2 separate regions of the Gossypium arboreum genome follow, and region 1 is linked to region 2. A link is a contact called in public Hi-C data. All regions are on one chromosome and are shown on one strand. Each heading gives the region's core, a stretch centred on a gene start, on an enhancer-like site or on the middle of the called end of the contact. The rest is flanking DNA. Distances are from core to core; before and after follow the strand shown.

What was found. Hi-C and Micro-C count contacts between places; a contact is called where the count stands out from the background.
Region 1: a contact with region 2 is called in a Hi-C map of leaf, with 2.7 times the contacts expected there. The contact joins the promoter of LOC108450567 here to the promoter of LOC108450066 in region 2. A contact is called at or near these places in 2 of 5 Hi-C or Micro-C datasets (both in leaf).

The regions. Positions count from the first base shown.
Region 1 is chr7:86,578,771-86,585,608 of ASM2569848v2, forward strand. It overlaps LOC108450567, which reads right to left and starts at 4,818. Exons shown (of 6, transcript XM_017748248.2): 1 at 4,355-4,818; 2 at 3,650-4,260; 3 at 2,774-2,963; 4 at 2,565-2,629; 5 at 1,780-1,990; 6 at 1,063-1,563. The coding sequence starts at 4,468. The coding sequence ends at 1,213. LOC128295593 (a long non-coding RNA gene) reads left to right here and starts at 5,831. Exons shown (of 3, transcript XR_008286123.1): 1 at 5,831-6,070; 2 at 6,562-6,831.
Region 2 is chr7:86,427,084-86,433,202 of ASM2569848v2, forward strand. It overlaps LOC108450066 (internal alternative NAD(P)H-ubiquinone oxidoreductase A2, mitochondrial-like), which reads left to right and starts at 3,873. Exons shown (of 9, transcript XM_017747632.2): 1 at 3,873-4,587; 2 at 5,011-5,224; 3 at 5,319-5,479; 4 at 5,694-5,759; 5 at 5,898-6,061. The coding sequence starts at 4,156. LOC128295522 (a long non-coding RNA gene) reads right to left here and starts at 3,704. Exons shown (of 2, transcript XR_008286005.1): 1 at 3,126-3,704; 2 at 2,273-3,034.

The DNA of each region.
Region 1 (6,838 bases), core at 3,568-6,067, 150 kb after region 2:
TGATGCCAAAATTAATTGAGAATTCATATGGATATTCATTAAAGAACTAGAAGATTCTTTAATTTAAAAATTCTCATTTGTTGCTTGTTTTCAATGGAAATTGCTTATTAGAAACTCACTAGCTAAAGTTGAAATTTAATATTTTGTATTTCTGAAATGAATATGGGCTCATTCATCCACCATGAGGATGATTTTGATATTATATTATTTTGGTAGATGCATCTACAAAATAATTACATATGTATTATCAATTTGTAATTTATCGTTTGCAAGATTATTTGTTTAAATAATTAATTTTAGATCATGCAATTAAAATAATTAATTTTGAATACGTAGAATATGAGAAAGTATGTGATGTTTTCATGAAGGGAGTAAATACGCACTGTACTCTTTTTCCTTTAACCGAGGTTTTGTCCCATTGGATTTTCTTGGTAAAGTTTTTAACGAAGCAGTATATTATGCGTATTATAGATATGTGTACTCTTTTTCTTCCCTAGCAATTTTTTTTCCCATGTGGTTTTTATCTTACTGGTTTTAACGATATATAAGAGTGTTATGAATATCTTAGATAAATTTTAATGTAGTTTAAATTTTAATAGTAATTAGAAAGTAGAATTCTATTTTATTTATACTTCCTATGTCTATAAATATAGACTTTCATATTAATTCAAATTTTGTGAATTTTGATATCCAACATATGATAGAAAATATTAATTTTAGATTTTTTTTTTCGAATTTAGATATCTAGAGGATAATGTGCATTTAGTTCAGAATCAGAATTGGATGGTACTACTCAGATAATTCAAAAATTACAAGACAGCCAAGCACAACTCCTGTTTCATTTTTCCCTACCCAATTGGTAGTAAGACTATTGTCTTATAATTTTCTGTTGTCTTCAGATAGCTGTGTTCTATCTGTACTACCCAAATATATGTATATTTTCCTAAATTTTGATTACGAGGAGAATATTTTGTTAATAAAAATACATTGTTTAATGAATTAAAAATATATATACATAAAACCAACATGAAAAATTAATTTTAACTAAATTTGCAACCCAAGTTTGTAATTCCACCACTTCCATTTCATTTGGTTTTTCTTTTTTTGTCGTATAAATATAAATATAAATATAAAAAATAACGTGTAAAAAGGATTTAAAAGAATTTCTGTATAAATGACTAAGTGCAGACATAAATTCATTAGGTATGTCATCTAGGTGATGGCTGCATTTGCTCTGTTCTCCATATCTCTCACATTATCAATTATTTTCCTCTTCTGATCATTCCAAATAGTGAAAAAATTAGGGTTGGGACGCTTGATAAGGGTGCAGGGCGGCGTTGATGAACCATCAGTCACTGCTGATTTCTTAAGGAATTCCTTTTGCTTGTCATCTGCGAAGCAAAGCAAGGATTCTTCACATACTTGCTGAGCTGATGAGGGCGGGACAGGCTTAAAGTCTTGCAGCTTTGCATATTCTGAAATCAGGTGAAACATGTAATCGTAAACCCGATCCATGCTTAAACTTTCCATCAGATGTTGCGCTCTTTTCCCGACTGCCTCTGCCTGTTTAGTCAAATTTATCAGAAAGAAAGAATGTATCACTAATAGGGGTCAACCATGTTCCAAGCTTTCTCATAAATATATAGAGGATCATACCCCATAACCATGTACTAATATTGCCATGAGTTTATGTGGATGCTCAAAAGAAAGAATTCTAGATTCAGTTTAAACCTATAATAGTTGTTGCTTATTGCCAATTCGAATGCCAAAAGATCATACCTGAGACGGGTTTGTATTACCCCAGTCAACAGCAAACTTTATGGAGCGACATAAATCAACGTTAGAGACAGGCCAGTAGTTTAACTTGGGAACGAGGGCACGAGTGAAGAAATCTTCATATTGTGGGGAAATTAATAGAGGAAGTGAACCACAAGATAGGATATATTTCAAGCTTACAGACCAAGCATAGCCTTCAGCATAGATCTTATAACTGCAGAAAACGGGAAACAAAAATATCAGTATATTACTTTCAATATCAGACAAGTATTACAAAACAATATTAAATTATGCACTTTTTGAGCCTTGGAACAAAATTTGTTTAATTTCCATTATAAAATGTAGCCCTTATGACGGCTTTCTACAATGCAATCCAAGCTGATTGAACTCTAGGGAAGAAATCTGGGATTTAAAGGCAGGGGCGGTTGATTCTTAGGTCCCCAAGGACTAGTCTAAATAGCAAGCTTTAAATGTACTGTGCCAATGTCACAGCCTGTGCACACCAGCTCATGATCAAGGCTCACACAGCAAACCAAGTTGTTCATACGGGGCATCTTGACCCGACCCAAACCTGGAAAATTCTAGAAGGCTAACCTACAAAAAGCGTGGAAACCAAGTCAAAGCACTCTAGTAACTTGTAGCTACCAAGTTTGTTTAGGACTCTTAAGGAATAGTCTTCTAAAGTTCCAGGCCCATCACACAGCATAAGGCTATTATCCGGACTCAAATGCAAATGTTGAATATAAGTATGTCTGCTGTAGTAATATCAGTCAAAGAAGAGAACTCACCGATAATTACACTGATCGGATAGTTTGGACCGCTCATACCCAGTCTTTGCTTCTTCCGCCCAGTCCTGCAATGGACAATAAAAAGCAACATCATCAAACAACATAAATCTTATTATCATTATTGCACTTTAAAGCACATTTTTGGCTGTTAGACCTATCATTTCTAAATAGAAAAATTCATGCGTTCACATAAAACTTTTCAAACCAACCTGACGAATAATTTCTGTACCCCACAAGTTAGAGTCATTGCATTGCATTAGTGCCAGACGTATTGGAGATTCAACATCTGGATTTCCTTTCCAATAGGCACGGGGAATCTTCTTCAACCAGGTTTGAGCTTGTGATCCCTTCTTAATTTCTTTGAACTGCTCATCCCATGCCTCTACATTTACCTCTGGCCTGCAGACAAGTCATTCACAAAGATGTGCACAAGAATTCAAATAAATATCCACCAAAACTAACATGAATTCTAGACCACATCTCTTATATCACCACCATAGCTGCGACTAATGAAAAATTCCAAGATAGATTCAAGATGCTCCATTTGCATAAGCTAGTAGAGAGGAGCACTATACACACACACATATCCCAACACATATAGCATGCCAATATATATAAGATTCACATAAACAAGAAAAACACTTTTAGACTTGGGAGTATTTGAACATGAATCATATGGATGACAACTACATAAAGTGACACCAACATAACTCAACATTTCTGCATTCAGGGATACAGCGTTGTTAAGCTTCGCAACTTGAACATATTTTCACACAATTCATACTACCATCAAATGGTCTACTCAATTTAACATTCTATCTGCACAGAATCATTAACAATTTAGCACCTGGAGCTTAGTCCATAGCAAATTACCTGCAATCCCTGGTATACCCAGATTATTAACAATTTAAGTTATTCATATCATTTTAGGTTCGGGACAATTTTGATTTGGTAACTTGAGGTTTTAAGTTACACGAATGGAGTTAGGTTATGGTAAGTGTAAACACAGATTATGCAGATATGATCTTGTAGTAAAAGTAGACAAATTAGAATCTCAAATGAAGTTGGGAATGAGTGATTCTTACCAACCCCAAAAGGACCAGTCGGGAAAAGGGATGTCAAAGTGAGCCTCAGTTGTACAATACCGGAACAGAGGCAACGGCAAAGACCCATTTTCAACTCTAGCTCTTTCAATGGTAGGCTTATCCATGCAATCAAACATCATATCCACATCAGGGACCATCCCAGGATACTTTTTGATAAGCTGTAAAATTCCCCATAGCGTAAACATCAATCTACTTTGTACACAAGCATAATACAAATCGACAAACAATTTTCCTTCAACAATAACGATACGAAACGCCGCGTGTTCCTTGGCTTCATTTATGTGGTTAACGGATATCCGGGTCTTCATCCATGGTTCAAGATCACGGTAAATGAACTTGAAAAAGTTTGGGCATTGTGGAGGGGTACGAGAGGAGACTAAGCCCCGTCGTTCCTCCTCCTGCCCCTCCGAAGGTTGAGCGCCACCGACGGTGGCGGCGTAGCGACAAGTCAGATAGGAGCATTGGATGATCTTGTAAGCCCGGGAATGTCGGGATTCGTCGGTGAAGTTTTTTGGCGGGAAAAGATGCCACGGCGTCGGCTCTAAATTATGACCCACGATTGTTTTCGTTTGGGAAGCAAAATTATCCACCTAAATCTCCACCGGAAAAAAAAACAGTCAGAACATTGCTGGTTCCATTAGCAGCTGATAAATATTAAAAAAGAAAAAGAAAAAGGAGGTGGACCTTGTAGATGAGGAGGGCGATAAGGGAGAGGAAAGAAAGCGCAACGACGGAGAAGAAGAGATAAGAAGGCGAACGAGGATGTGCAGAGTGAGCCCAGGCGTGTTGTTTCGCCATATTGAAAAGAGCATTTGCAGCGGCTCCCTGCAAATGGTGTTCGCGTCCCCTGCTTTTTGTTTGCTACAAAATACAACGGACGAACATAAGGTTTAAACCATTATTAGTGATTCCTTTTTTTAAGGTAACTTTTTTTAAACTCGCGTTCTCTGTCTGTCTGCCTGTCTGTGTGTGTGGAAGGATGGTATTGGGTTTCCCACGTGGATTGAATTTCTTCGCTTCCTCCGAGGCCGCCTCCGAGGCCGTCCATTGTGTTCTGTTTTTAATGGTTTGGGGGTCCTATCCTCCCAATGCCATTGAATTCAATCATAGCTAAAATCAATCATTAAATTTCTTTTGGCAACCATCTGAGTTTAAAATATTATTATATTTTTTTATATACATAAATTTTTATTCTAATTTGAGGAATTACTTGAATAAGAATAGATTAATAAATTTTTCTTAAAATAGCTTAGTTAATAATTTCAATTTTTCTGGCAACTTGGGATTAAGTATTTGAAGCCCAACTTGGGATGAGAATCGTGACCCAATAATTGATATGGCAAGAGAAAAGGGAGGTGGATGAAATCCCAATAGTTGAATTAAGAGAGTGCTTACAGGGTCAGCCACTACTCTTAAAAAGAATTTTTTAGATACGATGGTGGCAATTGACCTGCTAAAAGGGTGATTTTAGCATTGTCAAAGCACAACCTTTTTTCAGTTTTTGAATGAATAAATTGGATCCCCAAGGAGGAACTTACACATTGATGGGCTAATAACCAAGTCGATACAAACATAGCTATGTTTCTTACTTTTCCATGTAAATTTTCTTCATTTGCTCTATGGGTCTCTCTCCAATCCAACATTATTTTACTTTCTATTTACTTTGAAAAGGCAAATCAAAAATTCTTTTTGTGAAACAAAATATAACTTTAATATTTTAAACTATTATTTAACCTTAATATTATTTTATTATTTAATATAAATATGGTTAACAAATTTTTACTTTTATAGGTAATTTTTTCAACATCTGATTAAGAATGAGATATGTGAAATAAAATATTTGATCATGCTCTCAAATCTAATAGTAGTGTCAAGATATTAGTAGTCTTCGTTCTCTCATTTTCACTTTCATCTCTAAAATTCAAAGTAAATCTTAAAAAAAAAAAAACTCCAATGTAAATCTACAAAAATCAATATTGCGGGGAGAATTTTCTAATCGAGCCCGTTCATCTTTAAAAATTTATATTGAGAGAGCATTTTACATTTTAAAAGAGATTTTAGCGAAAATGCCAATATTTTTGTCTCAATATCAAAATAGAATAATTTGTGATGCATTTTGTACTATATAACTACGTCAGAATAAGTAAAGTTCTTGGCTCAGGTTCCCTTTCTGTTTTTAGTTCTGCGTCTAGTTTATTAAGCTCATCTGCGATATACAATGTTAAGTTAATATCTTCTTCTGTTTTTCTTCACTTATTGTCTAGTCAGATGTGATTAGTTGATTTGATTGTTGGATATGTTCTTTTTAATGGAATGTGCAGGCAAAACAGTCAAGGGAACATTTGAATGAAGTTACTCACCAAGTTTACTTTGATGTTGAAATTGCAGGAAAACCTGCTGGTATGCTTCACTTTTTCTTACTTTTAAGACCAATTTTGGTAAAGTCTTGCAAATATCGGTAAATCTTTAGATATTTTGGTAAAAACTTTTGCTTAAGTGGAGCTCACCCTAGAATTTCCTCCAATATCGTAGGATACGTAATGTGTTGCACCCACCATAGCTTTTGCTTTCTGTTTAGTTTACGTAGCTAAAACATTACTACTGAATTATTGCTCTCAGGTCGAGTCATCATGGGACTCTTTGGAAACATAGTTCCTAAAACAACAGTTATGTTTAGTGTTATGGCTGCATTGCTGTCTTAATGTATCTTTTGGAATTTTCCCATCAATTGTTTTGCTACCAATCAGCCTGAGTTTCTGTTATAGGCAGAAAATTTCCGAACATTGTGCTAATCTCACTGGTCAACTTATGTTAATATGCGTCGGATAGAAACTTAAAGAGTCCTGGTAACATAGTCGTCATATACTTGGGACCGTGGGTTTCCATTACAGGGGAAATCTCTCCAGTACAAAGGCAGTACGTTTCATAGGATTATTCCACATTTTATGATACAAGGAGGCGATTTTACACTCGGTGATGGTGGAAATTTGGTGATGAGAATTTCAAGGTGAAGCACACTGGGCCTGGTGAGCCAGCTACATTCCTACTCGTCTTTAACTAGTTTTCAAGGAATGATTTGGAACATCTGTTACAAGCAAAGACTGTTTGTTTCGTTTCGTATAGGGCTCACAATTATTCATTACAACCGTTACAGCCAGCAGGTAGTTA
Region 2 (6,119 bases), core at 2,623-5,122:
CATTTTTGTTCTAGTTTAATGTGAATATAGAGTTCTGATGTGTAATCCCTTGGTTGGACATATTATGCAAACAAAGTGTATATACTATCTTTTTGAAAACTCTCTCGATGTTTGGATAGTTGCACTTATAATGCTAATCTTTTCTTTGATATATTTTAGTGAAAATGTGTGTGTCAAAGTCTTGTTTTACTAAGGTTACACTAGGTGTGAAATCTGTAATTCTGATAATAACATACTAATGAAATCAATATGTGATTATAATTTGTGTGATTATAATAACATACTTAGTTTAATTGAGAGATGTGTTTTGAATCTTGAGACGTGGAATGAAAATGATTATGCTAAAACTTGTTGTATAGAGAATTTCATTATATATTTAATACAATTTTGAATGCTTTAACATTGCCATGCTTTTATTCTAGTTTAACGTATAACTTTGTTAAGCTATATGTTTGACATGCTCATATCAAGGTAAGGTATAAGTATAGTGATTTTCATTTGAATTTACTAATCATTTTATGATTACGTGTATGTTTGCATGTAGATTTTGTTTTTTGATTCTTGAAGCTAAACTTAACTCCAAAACATTACACTACGCAATCTTTAACCTATTTTAATTTTCAATCCATTGGCCTATCCTCAATCATTTGGAAGAATTAATTCATGATGAAATTCAAATCAACACAAAAAGATAAATAATAACATAATTATAACAATGAAAAAGATTTAAAGAAAAAAGGAAAAAAATTTTATTCAATTGAAGCACATTTCTTCAATAATTCAATCTAAGAGTTGATCGAATTTACAAACAAAATCTCCAAACAATCACTCTTGAAAAACAAAGAAGAACTAAAAGTCTAAGTTAGAAAATTAGATAAAAACAAAATAGTTTCTAATAACCTAATTTCACATATTTAACGTAGCCTAAAGTATGCTATTTATATGTCTTTGTATGACCTTCTAGGGTTTCAAAGTCAGACTTGGCATCAAAGAGTCGAAAATTTGCATTTAAAGACAAAAATGGGGCCAAAATGGCCAAAAGCGTTGCAACACACGTCATAGGCGCTACAACATCCACGTTGTGCTCCAAGAGTGCCATGTCCTCAATTTGCTTTCATACGCTTCTGACCCTTCATTCTAAGTTCCATACACCTTTCCTCTAATATTTGCGGTTAATATTTCCTCCAATCTGAGAGAGTCCTGATTCAGTGAACTTCTTGTTATGAATAAGTTTTTTTAAAGCATTTGAGTTGTCGATAGAATTAAAAAAAAAATTATGATACGAGATAATACTTTATTGCTGTTGAGAGATTCAATCGATAAATATATAACAGATAATATATATAATTTTAAAATTGAATTATTATCAAATCGATTAAACATTTACTTTTTCAGTTCAATCGATTCAATTTTTAGTTAAGAAATAAAATTAAAAATTTCAATTTTTAAAGAAAATCATAATTTTCTACGAATTATCAATTTTTTATAAAAATTCTTTTATATACTTTCCTGTTTGCCAAAGAAAAAGCTCTTGGGCTTACAGATTAGGCCGAACTGATTTTTGGTACAATGCGGTGGCCCAATGAAAGTCAGTCAAGAATCTACCAAAAGACAAAATAATCATTTTATAAAAAAAAATAAAAAAAAAGGTCATCTTCTTCCAGTCCCGCTACCGCTTGCAGCGCTACGGACCACCGCGGTCCTCGTCTTTCTCCACGTCATCAGCCATCTTTCGCATTTTGTATAAACTTAATGTTGACTTTTGGCCTTTAGTACTCAAACTTCTCTGCACCCAACTTAACTTCTTAACCAGTTTACTGAAATTCTGAAAATAATCCCTTCCTTGAAAAGAAATGACTATAAAGTTCGAATTTTTACATGTTTAGCTTCAAAAGAACTCCACTTGTCAAAATCCCATGTAACTACACTTGCTTGGAAGTAAGTAAAGAGCTTTTTGTCGTTTATGATTTTAAGGGATTAATTTTTAGTGAATAAGACAATTAGATTTGTATTTATAGCTGTTGCCTGTTGCATTATGCCTTTTTTTTTTTTGTATGTAAAAATTAAAGTGATGGGACGACGATGTAAATGTAATATTGTCATTTTTCTTTTCCTTTTTTTTTTTTGTCAAGAAAGGAACTTCATTGATAAAAGGTTCTACATGAACAAAATGTCCTTTCTGGCATCCGCCTCAACAATTGGAATTAAGGAGCTACGAGGGGAGTTACCAGTACAAAAGAAATCATCAAAAGAGTTACAAACCAAAGAGGAATTATCAAGAAGGTTGTTCCGAATACGTACTAAACTCGAAAGATATGTTTAATACTCTTAGAAATCAATAGACAGAGGCTTACAATCATTCATAATTGGAGATAACAGTAGATTAGTAGTATTTATATTAGACATGAAATGAATGATTAAAGTAGAATCAACTTCAATGACCAAATGCCTAATATTTAAGCTCTTAGCAAGTCTAAAGCCGTCACGAAGGGCCCATAAGTCCGCTTCTACGGTAGTCGCAAGTGGAACATGACGAAATGACATATGAGCCAACAATCCAAGAGCCTTTGTGATCCCGGATCACTGCTCCTGCCCCCACGACCTCTTATTTTATGATAATGGTAATACTTGTAGTTTATGGGAAACTTTTTTGCAGGGATTTAAATTGCAGTTGCGGCTGCGTTTTCGGTCGCGTTATGTTTATCGCAATTGCGAACATATCGGATGTTATTGCGGTCACTGTAGGTATTGCGGTTGTGAATTTTTTTAAAATTCACACAACTAATAACTAATAACAAAGTAAAAAAGAAGAAGATATAAACGAGAATAACGAAAAAATAACAGAAATAACGGCTCTTATTGCCGCAATTGACCGTTACCCATTAAATTGCAACCACGATCCACTGCTATTGGTGTGACTCCGCTTCACACCGCTATTTCAGCAATAGCGATTTCGGATGGCACCCCAACCGCTATACACCAGCCTCTATTCCGCTACCCGACTGCTATTTTAATCCCTGTTTTTTGGTATCCACTATTTCAGACAATGGATAAATCATTTGAATGAGCAATATGGTTAGATTTTAAATCATTTGAATGAGCAATATGGTTAGATTTTTACTTACAGTCTACATCTGTTTTAATCCAGTACACCCAGCAAGCAAACTCATATTGAGGCGGTTTTGAGATGGTCTTATAAACTTCTGTGCCCTCCATTGACTTTAATCCCAGAGGAACACACCTGGTGTCTTTATGTTGTGAAATCTGGTCTCCATCAGTATACTCATGTTCACTGTAAGGAGTATTATTCGTCTTCTGCCTCTGCAACCTTTTAGACTCTTTGTTAGCTATGGAGCTTTCAGGGTGGAATACTTTTATGACCTGAAAATTAAAGCTCATCTAAGAATGTTTGAAAAGGTTTGCCAAAGGCTTACCATCACCTTTTTCTCTTGGTTACATTAATAAATAACCTTTCAAATACACACCAATTGCAACTAATGAAAAGATAAAACAAAGTAAGAGAAAAATGAAAGCAGCAAGAGAGGAGAAAGGAACACAATGCTTAACCATGTTAATTGCCAGGAAGGAGGTATATTAACTACCGACAATTTTGCCAACTATTCCCATCTGACAGAGACTATCCGAGATAATCTGTTGTTGACTTGTAGACTTTAGGACTCAGATGTATTGACCGTGACTTGCCAATGTTTTACTCTCTCTCAGTGAATGGGAATGATGGCATTAGCATTGCCATAGATGACTTGTTTGGTCTGCATCTCCTCTTTCCCACATGTTTCCATAGGAGTCTCTTCTGCAAGTGATGCTTTTTCCTTCTTCACGAAAGTTCAATGGAGTCCCATGATCTAGATGGCACAAATGAGAGGATAGCCAAATTAGTAACATGCTATAGCCTACTTAAAGGTGTAAATGTACTTCAACCATTTCTTTCTAATCACAGTCTAAATGGAGTATGATGCTTCTTTTAGAAAATTTTAGCCCAGTGAGGGAATGGGCTTTTCTATTTGCATGCAAATTTCAACTATCACCTGACACGTGCCACTGAAGTTGACTGAAACTCTCCCATCCCAAATCCCAATACATCCTCCCCCAAAGCAATCTCTCATTGTTTTATGAAAGAAACGTAATCAGGCAGCCATGTTTTGGTATAGGAACTTGATCAAACTATCCACACCTATCAAATCCAAAACCCCCATCACCAAAAATCTTCTACAAGCTTCTTTATCCCACTTCAGCACCGCCAACCAACCCCCTGCCTCGGCTCAGGCTCAGCCATCAGGTCTCGGACCCACCAAGCCACACGACAAACCAAGGGTGGTGGTGTTAGGATCTGGATGGGCTGGTTGCAGGCTAATGAAAGGCTTGGACCCCAAGCTGTATGACATCGTTTGTGTCTCGCCTAGGAACCATATGGTATTTACTCCCCTATTGGCTTCTACTTGTGTTGGGACTCTTGAGTTCAGGTCCGTTGCCGAACCCATTGCGAGGATTCAGCCCTCCATCTCTTCAGCACCTGGATCTTATTTTTTTCTTGCCAATTCTACTGCAGTGGATACTGAAAACCATGAGGTATTTCAACAATATGTCGCCTTTATTGGGTTTAATTAGTTATTATTTCCGTTTTGGGAGAACTAAAATCAAAAGGCATTGACTGTTGGCTGAGTTGAATGTCAATTTAAGGTTGGGAGTCCTTTTATGATTCTAAAATTAGCTTGATTGTTTAAATTTTTGGCTTTGGGCTTTTGGGTATTGAATTTAGTTTAATTTTACTAAAGATTTCTAGTTTTTTGAACTAGAGAATAGTGATGGATCGTATGTCTAGATATTGCTTTGTAGAATGCAATTGTTGAATTAAGCTTGTTGGTAGCATTCCCTCACTGTACTCGGAAAGTTCTTTGTTCTTGTTCTGTTTGATGGAAAATAAAATGCAGTAGGAAAATTTTGGATTTTTGACCTTTTGATCATGGAATATTTGGTTTTGGGTATTTGAAGGTGCATTGTGAGACTGTTACTGATGGAACCGACACCCTGGACCCATGGAAGTTTAAGATTTCATATGATAAGTTGGTAATTGCATCAGGAGCACAGGCATCGACTTTCGGAATCCATGGTGTGAAGGAACATGCTATTTTTCTGCGTGAAGTTCACCATGCTCAGGAAATTCGGAGGAAGCTACTTCTCAACTTGATGCTATCCGATGTGCCGGGTAATGCCACACTTTGGTTTTTCTACCTGCTGTAATGGAAAATAATTTCTTGAGTATGATTATATGTTTACCTATTGGTTCGGTGTCGAGGCAGGGCTTCCTGAAGAAGAGAAACGTAGATTGCTGCATTGTGTTGTTGTAGGAGGCGGTCCGACCGGGGTTGAGTTTAGTGGTGAACTTAGTGATTTTATTAGGAGGGATGTTCATGAAAGATACACTCATGTAAAAGACTATATCCATGTCACACTGATTGAGGTTTGTTTCACTACGATATCAGTTATTCCTCCGTACTGCCATTTATGTAGTTCTTTTGTCTTCTAATATCTTTGTTGAAGCCAGTGCTGGCTTTCCGAACTCTGCCTGGAAACTTGAAGACCTTCTTGAGATTCTTCTTGTGCTCATGCCTTGTTTTAAGTTGCTGAATTGAGGAGATTTGTGAATTATAATAAAATTATTATCTTTTTTTCAGGCTAATGAGATACTGTCTTCCTTTGACGATCGTCTCCGGCGCTATGCAATTAAGCATTTAACGAAGGTAAAAGATGGTTGATTGACGCAAATATTGTTTTAGCTTTCTAACTCCATTGAAGGAGTTTAAATATCTTCTGTTAGGCTGCTGAGAAGAGAGGATTTTATTGTTTTATTTTTATTTCATCAAGTAGTTTTTTCTCAGTCAGGAGTTCGTCTAGTTCGTGGGATTGTGAAGGATGTTAAACCTGAAAATCTTGTCCTCACTGATGGTTCCGAGGTTCCCTATGGATTGTTAGTATGGTCAACAGGTGTTGGTCCTTCTCCTTTTGTGAACTCTCTAGGACTTCCGAAATCTCCGGGTGGAAGGTAAGATAAAATCCCAGTGACATTGTTTTTATTTTTATGAAGATTTCTTGATGGCTTG